Linked DNA regions of Mus musculus: region 1 is linked to region 2. A link is a contact called in public promoter capture Hi-C data. All regions are on one chromosome and are shown on one strand. Each heading gives the region's core, a stretch centred on a gene start, on an enhancer-like site or on the middle of the called end of the contact. The rest is flanking DNA. Distances are from core to core; before and after follow the strand shown. Region 1 holds the start of Hacd1 (3-hydroxyacyl-CoA dehydratase 1). Region 2 holds the start of Pter (phosphotriesterase related).

Evidence for each region. Capture Hi-C pulls out chosen DNA fragments and counts their contacts.
Region 1: a promoter capture Hi-C map of adipose tissue shows a contact between it and region 2. The contact joins the promoter of Hacd1 here to the promoter of Pter in region 2. A contact is called at or near these places in 1 of 115 datasets of contacts at active chromatin or transcription factors (astrocytes) and 2 of 9 other capture datasets (adipose tissue and liver).

What each region holds. Positions count from the first base shown.
Region 1 is chr2:14,053,081-14,058,275 of GRCm38.p6, reverse strand. Hacd1 (3-hydroxyacyl-CoA dehydratase 1) reads left to right here and starts at 2,241. Exons shown (of 7, transcript NM_013935.3): 1 at 2,241-2,545. The coding sequence starts at 2,409.
Region 2 is chr2:12,922,491-12,927,603 of GRCm38.p6, reverse strand. It overlaps Pter (phosphotriesterase related), which reads right to left and starts at 3,563. Exons shown (of 6, transcript NM_001305437.1): 1 at 3,406-3,563.

The DNA of each region.
Region 1 (5,195 bases), core at 992-3,491, 1.1 Mb before region 2:
GACTAAACTGTTATGAATACCCGTGTCTAATTCATTGTGTGGGCATATGTTTTTGTTTACCTTGGTTAAATACAAAGGAGGAAATTGCTCAGCCATATGACAACTAAACGTGTTGATCTTTTAAATAAATTGATAAATTGTTTTCCAAAGCAGTGTTCTCTTTAGCCCCGTGAAGAAGGCCAGTTGCTACACACCCTTGCCAGCCCTTTGAAATGTTAGCCACTTTAATTCAAAATTTCCCTACTCCTAGTGAAGCCAGCAGCTACGAGCGTGGCACTGATGAGTTCTTCCTTCCCGTGTGCTCTACATTCTCTTATTTGCTAAAAACAGACAAACAAAAGCAGACTCCTTTATTGAATTAAACATACTTTATTTTACTTGTGTGTGGTGTGTCTTTCTGTGTGTATGCCGTGTGTGGGTTCCCGAGGAGGCCAGGAAAGTGGATTAGATACTCAGGAACTGGAGTTTCAGGGCTGTGAAACCACTGACCCGGGTCCTAGGAGCCAAACTCGGGTCCTCTGGAAGAGCAGCAGGCACTTTAAACTGCTGAGCTCTCTTCCTAGCCCCTGTCCTATCGAATTATAAAGACTCATCATATACTCTTGTTACTTGAATGTATGGTGAATATTCACTTTTAAAATTGTTTTTGGAATAGATTTTTACATTTTAATGTAAAATTTTAAGTCTTCTTTCCTTTCCTCTTTCCTTCCCTCCTTCCTTCCTTTCTTTATGATAGTTGTACCTAAGAAGTCTTTGCCTTTTTTCCTAACATCAGAGATTCTGTTTTCTTCTTGTTTCATATGCTTGCTTCTGTGTTTAATTCTATGATCACCTTGAAGTTAGCACATAGCCATGATGTAAGATTCATTTTTTCTGTGGTTGTCCAGTTGCTCCACTCATTGAAAAGATTAAAATTCCCACACTGAATTGCTTCAGGTTATGGTGTATTTGAACTCTGCAGTCACATTGGTCCACAATTCCCTTCTGCTTACTATTCTAGGTTGACCATTGTAGTTTCATAGTGAGGTTTATAATAAATAGGCTATGCACATGCTCCTAGTTCTTCCTATACATGTTCATGGATCTGTAGGTTTTAGCTTTTCAAATAAAACCTGCTGGCATCTGGAGAGAACTGACATTGTAACATTTTGAGATTTAGAGGCCTGTTGTGTCATATGGCAGTGATTTAATGTTCAGTGTACAGGGCCGGCACCTGCTTTAGTAAATTTATCCCTAGTACACTTTCCACTTGGAAGGTTTTACTTAACCCCACTTCCCCTGACATTTCTGAAACTGGACGGGTAATCCTCCCATTTCACATCCACAACAATGTGCACACCCAGGGGAGTTCATGGACAAACCTATAGTCATTTCTCCCCTCTGACAGTGTTGCCCTTTGCAAAATGTCTTTCTCTCATTATAAGCAAGATGCCTGAAAAGTACTAATATGCATACTTCAGTTGACAAACAGTATCAAGTCAGTACTTGATTTTGATGGATCATTTCCTTAACCCTATCTCTCTATGAGGTTTACCATTTTATTTTCTTTTGCAGAAATGTAGGCATACACAAACTTCTAAATTCCCAGACTGGTGGAGTCAGGAATTTGGGGGTTGAATTTCAGTAAACTGACTCTAGGCTGCTTGCTTAGCCACACTCTATAAAGGGAAAGGAAAGGGGGCTATTACCAGAATGGTTCTTGAGAAGAAGAGAGAAAAAGGGGAGATTAAATGTGGAGAGCCATTGGGCACTTCTTCCCAGCAGGACAGGAAACTTGTTAACACCATGGCTGGATTTCCTGTCAGTATCCTAACACCTATCCCTCTTTGCCTACGTCCTTTCTCCCAGCTTCCTTTAGAACAGATCTCTAGAACCCATGACATCCGTCTGACCCAGTAATGAAAGGCATGGGGCAAGGCTAGGCCGGAGTTGCTTCTCCAGAAACTCGGGAGAGCGAGCATTTGGTAGGGAGACCCTGCTCTCGGGGCAAAACCCCTGCCACCTCGGGTGCACTCGCTCTATCTGGACAAGGCTCTCCAGCGGGGCACCCACTGCCAGGGCGCACGTCGCTCGCGTCTCTCTAGGAAGAGGTCGCAGCCAGTGCGGACAGCTCTCCCGCGGGAGCGCGCCGCGTGACACTGCCTGGAAGCCATGACCCCGGCTGGCCCACCCCGGGGCTAGGGCCCTGAGCGCGCGCTCCCGAGAGGCGGCGCCGGGGCGGGGCGCGCGGCCGGGGGCGCGCTCCTCCCCCTCGCGGGAGGCCGGGCAGGCGGCGCCGACCCCCCGCGCGTCGCACATGGAGCGCTGGACCGAGGCGGCGGCCGCGGGCAGCGGCACTTCAGTGGCGCGCTCAGCCGGCCCCTCCCGCTCCTGTGCGCTGCTCCTCCGGGTCCGCGTGCGCGGTCACCATGGCGTCCAGTGAGGAGGACGGCACCAACGGCGCCTCCGAGGCCAGCGACGAGAAGGAAGCCGCCGGCAAGCGGAGACGCCTAGGCTTACTGGCCACCGCCTGGCTCACCTTCTACAATATCGCCATGACGGCCGGGTACGTGCGCGCGAAGGTCCTTCCACGCTCCGCAAGCACCAGTGCGGTCCCTCAGCGATCCGGGCTCGGGGACGCGGGGAGCGCGCTCTCGCGGGGCTGCTGGGGGTCGAGGGCGCGCGCACGGGGATGGAACGGAAGCGCACGGGGGAACTGTCAGGGGTCTAGGCGGAGGCGCGCGACGGTGGCGGGGGCTTTTGGAGCGAGAGCGCGCGTGTCGGCCAACTGGGGGTCGCGGCCCCGTAGGCGCACATGGAGCGGGACAGCGCGTGTGCCCGGCCACTTGCGATCGGAGCACTCTGGGAGAGTGGCCGGGGCGCAGAGAGCAAGAGCGCGCGTGCTGGGCCCTAGGTGGTCGCGGCGCGGCGGGGGCGCGCGGCGCAGTGGGGGAGGGGCGTAGCGGGGTTGAATGGAGCGGGGCGGGGCGGGGCGGCCAGCCGCCGCTCGCTGGGCATTGCCTAATACGGTGCACGGTGTGGCGCGGCGGCACGGGGCGCGGGCCGGAGGTTAAGTATAGACCCGGGCAGGAATGTGGGGCCGACCCACGGGGCAGGCGACTGCGGCTCGGCCGCCTCCGCCTGCTGTTGAAGAAACGGCCCGGTCTATTCACCCGAGCCGGGAGCTGTCCGCTGGCTGTGGGCACCGGACCCTGGCCGTGTGGTTCCTGGTGCTGTGGATTGCTGGGCAGTGTCTTCACCTACTGTTTTTTCTTCACCTACTGTTTTTGTTTTAAGCATGGCACTTAGAAATGCCCACTTGGGACTTTGTTTGAAACATCTGGAACAGGGCAGATAATCAGCATCTTTCTGGCCTTGTCCTTTCCAGATTACCGACTACCCACCCTACTCCCCATCTCTGGCCTCCCCCCAGACCTAGTGTGAGTAGGAAGTTAGGATCAAAGGGCTATCAAATGACTTATGGGTCTACTGTGACCGAAACCCATTATGAAAATGTCCTTTGCTGTCTTGCCTTTAGAAAGAGTTACTTTCTCAATATCTTCTCACGTTTTAAGTTAGAGGATTGTGAAGAAACCTTTAGTATTTAAAAGTCTCTGAAGCTTATAGAAAAAATGTGAACGTGTAAAAAAATGTGATTCTATTTAACAAATGTTCCTGTCGATCATCTAGTATATATTATACTACTGAACATCAAATATAATTAGTTCGTAGATATGTATTTATTGGGGGTTACTGTGTGCCAGGGACTGTGCTGGTTCCTTTGGCTGTCTTCTAATTTTTAGTTTTCTGCAATCCTGTGAGGGGTACAGAATAATATTTTAGAGTGAGGTATGGAGAGACCCCCAAGTCACTGGCTGGAGATCACAACCAGAAAGTGTCAGGCATGGATTTCCTCTGAGACTCACTCCAGAGTTGTGCAACCTCATCTTCTTGCTGCCCTGAATTCCAGACCTTTGAAAGTTCAGAAAAGCAAACAGCCTTAGAACAACTGGCAGATGGTTCAATGCCCACCATACTCTGTTGCCTCAAAATGCAGCAGGGTCTGGGAGCGGCCGGTTTCCTCTGAGACTTGCTCACCAAGTGAGTAAACGTTTTTGGAATACTCACCTTATGTTAGTTGATTGGCTGGCCCTTCCCTGTCCAGTCTGCTTTCCATTTTTAAGACCACGTTATTGTTTCAAAAATGAAAACTTGCTGCACAATCCCAGTTTAAGATCTTGATTGAGAAAGTTAAAATAATCCCCGGGTGGCCGGCTCCCATCCTAAGGAACTTGGGATGTGCTCATCGACAACCATTTTCACAGATTCCCGTACTACCCAGTTTACCTTTCCAGTGTTCTTGCCTTTGAAACCCCCTGACTCTGTTTTTCAGGATGCGTTTTACAGTTCTCTTTGTCTTTGCTGTTCCCTCTTTCTGTGATGTCATCCTTTTCTTGTGGCTGCAGCAGTACCTTTGAACTTTTCTAGGCTCCCCTGCCTAGAGGGGCTTTGTGTCCTCACACTTTAGTCCTGCTGTGCCCTCCTTTCTGCAAGCCAGTGCTTATTCTAAGTGTGTCTGTCTTTTTACTGAGAGGGACCACTGTTTATCAAGGCAGATTACCCAGTAGTTCTATGAGCCCCCATAGATAAGCTTTCATATTTTCTTATTTACCCTTCAGGTTTATGCCCAGGCACCTTCTGTGATGTACTAGCACACCCTGACTCTTTGATTTTTTTCCGTCCCACTTGTTGTCACTCAACCATACCATGATTGTACTAATTCTTCATTGTAAGTTCCAGGAAGTAATAAATACTTATTGAATGAATGAATGAGTGAATGGGTGATGAATATCTTATAGAACATTGGTGATGAATGTCTGTTGTATAAGGCCCTGTTTCCGCTTGATACTCAATTACGACATTCTAATTTTCAAATTATACTTTTTATTGTTATGTAAGACTGTATAGAAGAAATGTACAATTATTGATTAAGTCAGGCCCTATGGACATTTTAAAGTTCCCTTACCCTGACCCTTGGAATAATTAGTGGCTTTCGGCAAATCCAGAGTGGAGGCACCTTTAAAGGATGGAGAGATTTGTATTATATAAATATATAAGTTTATATATATATATATATATATACATATATATGTATATATGGCTTACTCATAATGGGTTCTTGACTATAGTAGTGAGCATCTGTGCTTTGCTTGCCA
Region 2 (5,113 bases), core at 2,314-4,813:
AGAGTCAGAGAGTGTCTTTGGAGAGAAAAGAAGGCCAAGATAGAGGTGGATGTGAGCCAGTGTGGCTTTAATCAGTCACAGGTAGTTATGATATCATTAAGATTAGAATAATTTGGATAAAGCTTTTATCATCATTAATTGGTTCTGAAATTATTGTATTGGCATCCTGTAATTGAGAATTTATTGATACATAAATCTGATTGGTTAATTATACACTTTAAGAGTTAATTATAAGCTTTAAGAGTTTTCATTCTACCAGGTAAATGGGTGTTGTTATGGCTGACTGTAGGGTGGACAGTCATTGTGTGGGGCTGGCGGCATCGGCTCAGGAGCTCTGGTCCAGAGAGACCGCCAAGTTGAGATCACCCAGCTGGAGCAGAAAGTAGCTCTACCTAGTGTGGGAACTTGTCGCGATTTGTAATATTTCCTGCAAAATCTTTCTTTTACTTGCTTCTTGTCTGGTATTTGGTCAAAGAGACAGAAAAAAATGAAACCTACACATTACAGGTCTTACTATGAACCACATGTCTTCTATCTTTTCCCCTATTGGTCCATCTTTTTAATCATTATTAGCCTGAATATCATGGTTTTTGAAGTGGCAAACTAAGACTAATCTTTGATTTTCCCCATTTTCTTTCCCAACCACACTCAACAGTAAGTTCAATGGAATCAAGATCTAAACTACTCAACAGATGCGCTCATTCAGTAAATCCTTAAGAGCCTCATTTACATATGACACAACATCAGTCAGGAGAAAATAGTCCCAGGTCACAGAAAACACAAGGAGACTTGAGCCTTCGGCCAGCTTGGGCTCCATAGTAAAGTATCAAACATCAGGGTCTACATAGAGAGATCCCATCTCTCTCATGCCTACTACAGTCCTCAAAACAAGACGTTCTTATAAGAGGGAATAAATAAATAACAAGGTTATAGATGCAGTGTGCGGTGGGGGAGTTAGCAATATGGGGGGGGGGAGAAGGAGGTCATCGGGAAGACAGCGAATGCCAACTCACAAGAGGGCACAGTGGGGTTAAAGTAAACATGGCGATGCTCTAGCAATCATGTGACACTTCACCTCCACCACCACTGACATCACCTGAGCCACCCTCAGCTTCTGCTTTTTCTTCAACATACCCACCTTCATGTCACTCCTCTGTGCCATGATGAACACTGAAATATACAGTCCTTTCCGAATGGCACAAATCCCTACCTAACCTGCTCCCACTCGAATCTCCAACTTCATTTTGAGTCAGACGCTGAAACCTTCCAGAAGTTCCTAGAATCCCTCAGATTTGCTCATGCTTTTCCTGCCCTAGTCGGTCCCAGTAAAAGGGACATCTCTAAGTCCTTCTGATCTTCCTACATCTGAATCTGAATTGGTGAGACCATTCCATCACCAAACCTAAAGCGCACACTCTGCTCTTACCCATCACAGCCCCTGACTTACAGGTTGGAGCTGCACACTAATTTAATCTGATATTAATATGTACATTTATTTGGTGGCTCCTTCACTCCCAAACAGAATATAAACTCAAGAGTCTGCTGCCTTTATTTCTCTTGCTCTCATTACAATCCCCAGGAGCACTCAGGCACAGAATACATATTTATTGATTGAATAAAGTAACCCTTTCTGGCCACCTTGTAATTTCAACACCAGATGTGACCAAAACACCATTAACTAAAAGCAGTATCTTATTTTCATAAATCCATAGAGTATTAGGTTGAGTAACAACTTGGAGATCAATGAACGTCTATGTACCTAGGAAAGATAAGCAATGTGTACAGAGCTCTGTGACTACAGAACTGGAACCAGAGAGAGGCCTCATAGGTCCAAGTTCTTCCAATCAGCAGCCATTTCCTTTCTCTTTAAAATAAGATTATTTTATTCTTTTATTGTTGGGGTTGCACACTGGGCTTTATGCATGCTAGGCCAGTACAGCACAGGGTCTTACTCTGTAGCCCAATCTGGCTTGGGACTTGAAATTCTCCCTCCTTAGCCTCCTGAGTAGCTGGCATTGGTGTACCAAGCCAGAGATGATTCTTATATTGTAGCCCAATTCATGATATATACATTGGAGGGAGGACCTGCCAATAATATTCAAGGTGGAGATAGTCTAAGAGATAAGAGGACAGGCTTTGGAGTCAGGAAAAACAAAACAAAACAAAACAAAAACCACTCCTCCTAACACCTTCCAGCTGTATTGCTTGAACATTCTGTATAGGATTTTGCTCATCCATACCATGAAGCTATCTGGCAAGGCTGTGTAATTAATTAGACTTTAGAGTTTAGGTAAATTTCAAAAAATAAGTACTTGGACATCCCTAGGATTCAGGAACCAGGAACAGAAATAAAATCTGTTTCCTCTTTGACTCCAAAACTACATATACTATGTTTCAGTTACTTTGATAATTTTAAAGTAACATCCAGCCTCCATAAATAAAATCATAATTTCATAAAGACACACTAGCAGAATCTGGTGTTCAAATTATCCTTTTGAAAATTGTCATCTGACTGATTGATAGTCAGAAATAGTCTGATCTTTTTCTTTTCGGTGCGCACTGCGATTCTCTCTCTTTCTCTCTCTCTTTCCCCCTCTCCCTCCTTGTCTCCTCTCTTCTTCCCTTTCCTTTTTCTTTTCTTTCTTTTTTTTTTTTTTTTGGCGTGAATTCATTATTTATAGAATGGCACCAGGCCTCAAGGATACTGTTGGACATCCATCCATCCCTTCTGTCTATGTAAACTAAAATGGAATGGTCCAAGTGGTTGTCTAGTCCCCGGGACCACTCATTCTTTCTTTGTCGCAACGAAAGCAGTATCCTTGAGTACAAAAAGTAAACGCTTGTTAGTCACTCCATGTCGGAGGAGATTTGAAGATGTCTGCCCTGGCAGGTATCACTATATCTAAGGCATCTTTACAGCCACCACTCAGAATCAGGGCGTATAAACTTTGCTCAGATATCTAAGGAGTCACATTTAAGTGTTGCAATACAGCTACAAGAAGGTAAACAATCCAGGAGAAAGTGGATTCTGCTGTTGAAGTTTGTTAAAGAAACCGGAGCAGGGAACAGATGCCTCCACCTTCCATTTCAGCCCATGTAGGGAGAGCAAAGCTACTGCAACAGGTCCCTAGAGTTCAGCAGTCAGACAGAACCGAGCAAGTACAGCACGGGACCTGCTCAGGGCCTCGAGCTTTCAAATCAGACTTTGGGAGACCTGAGGTTGGGGGAAGGTCAGCGCCCTCTGAGCCCAAGTCAGTTCTCCAAGGCTCCTGAAGCCAGGCCCCATGGTCTTTGCAACTCCGGGACCTCCAGAGAAAGGTGGCAGGGCCGCTTCCCCTTTCCCAGGGTGCCGCTCCACGTGGCTGCTTGCAGGACAAGCCCTGAGTTCCAGGCCTAAGTCCTCACCTTTCCTACCAGGTCCACAGCTACTTAACCAGCTCCGGGGCTTCCTTCATTCCGCGCTGTGCGCCGCCTTCTCCCCCTGGGAACTTGACTTGAGCTAGGTCGGCTTCCCCTCCCTTTGGGAAGTTGTCTCTCTCTTCCACCCCCACCCCCACCGCATCATCGCCTCACCCTGCCGCCGTCCCCTCCCTCCGATCCTCCCACTTTGCATGTCCACTAGCCTTTTCCCCGCCCACTGACCCTAAGTCACTCCCACTCAGATTTAAAACCACTCCCTGTGAGCCCGCGCCAGCTCTGAAACCCCGCCCATTAGGTTTCTGCTCTGACAGGGAGGATTTTAAGTCCAGGCTGAACTCCCACCAGCTGGAGGCCCTACTCAGGAGCAAGCCTGAAGTTTGCAGCTAAACTGCTCTCAGAGGCTGAGTTAAGAGCCCACCCAGTCTACATCCTAATTATCCCATTTCTCTTTGGCTCAGCTGATGTGAAATCCCCAAGGAGAAAGTAAGCTACTGGATTTTGCCCAGGTCTCAATTACAGACTCCTTGAGTAATTTTTTTTTCCTGTGTCCTCCAAGACAAGCACTGCCAATTTGATGTCATGCTGCGTTTTGTATCCCTATGATTAACACAGGGAATTCTGGCTTTCTCTCTTTTGTTGATTGTTTTGTTTTGGTTTTTTTTTTTCGTTTTCCTGGACCTGCTTGCTGCATTTAAAACTTGAGTGCTGTACTAGACCACATGAAGCAGCCCTACTACTTGGCATCACTGAACCAAGCTCAGTCAATATGCACTAGTCTGCAAATCATGGTCTTAGGAGCCGCTGTCACCATACAAAGTCTTACCTGTCTGCATTGAACTCCCATTTCATTTTAATCTGAAATCCGAGGAAGAGGAAGAACTTAGAGCAGTCATTTCTAAGGAAGACAGGTTTAGAGCTAAGAATCAATGGCTTATGAAGGCAGTTCTGTTACACTTGGAAACCAACCTGTTTCTGCTTAACGTTTAAAAATAGAGTTTTACTTGTTTAAAGGTTGTTACATTGTATTGTGTGTAGGTGAAAACGGTTTTCCTCGGAATTTCTTTCACTATATGGGTTCTGGGATGGAATTCAGATGGGCAAATCACCTTTATCTGCGAAGCCAGTCTGCAGGCAGTTTTTCTCTGATTACAGACAAGGAAACAGACTTAGAGAAGGCTCTTCAAGTTCTAGGCCAGGACTAAACTGCAGTTTAGTTTATATCAACCATGGTACCATATCTTCTTAGGGAGCTTTGATTGGAAGGCAGAAAATACTTTTATTTAAGTCAGAAGGAAAGAAAGAAGGAAAGTTACACAGTTCCCTTCTCTTTCTTTCCTCGATTACTTCTCTTTTTAAGCAATGCTACAGTAGGAGAAGCCCTTGATAAGGGGGTTAGTAAGGGGCAGATATTGAGAAAAATTTAGCTAGGTAAATCCTAGAATAAACATAGGGTCTCAAACTAAGAGAGGGGGAGAATAAATGTGGAAGTTAGGAAGAGCAGAATGCCCTCCCATGAGTAAGTCTTGCCTTTGCGTCCTGGGAGACTTGAATATTGTTCCCATGAGTGGGGCTCACACTGGGATGATATAATGAATAGATGGGTCGAGGGAGGCTTCTGGCGTGATTTCAGGGCTGGCTACCACTGTTCATTGCTCACACGGTAACCATGAAGCCGTATAAAAGTGTGCCTGGC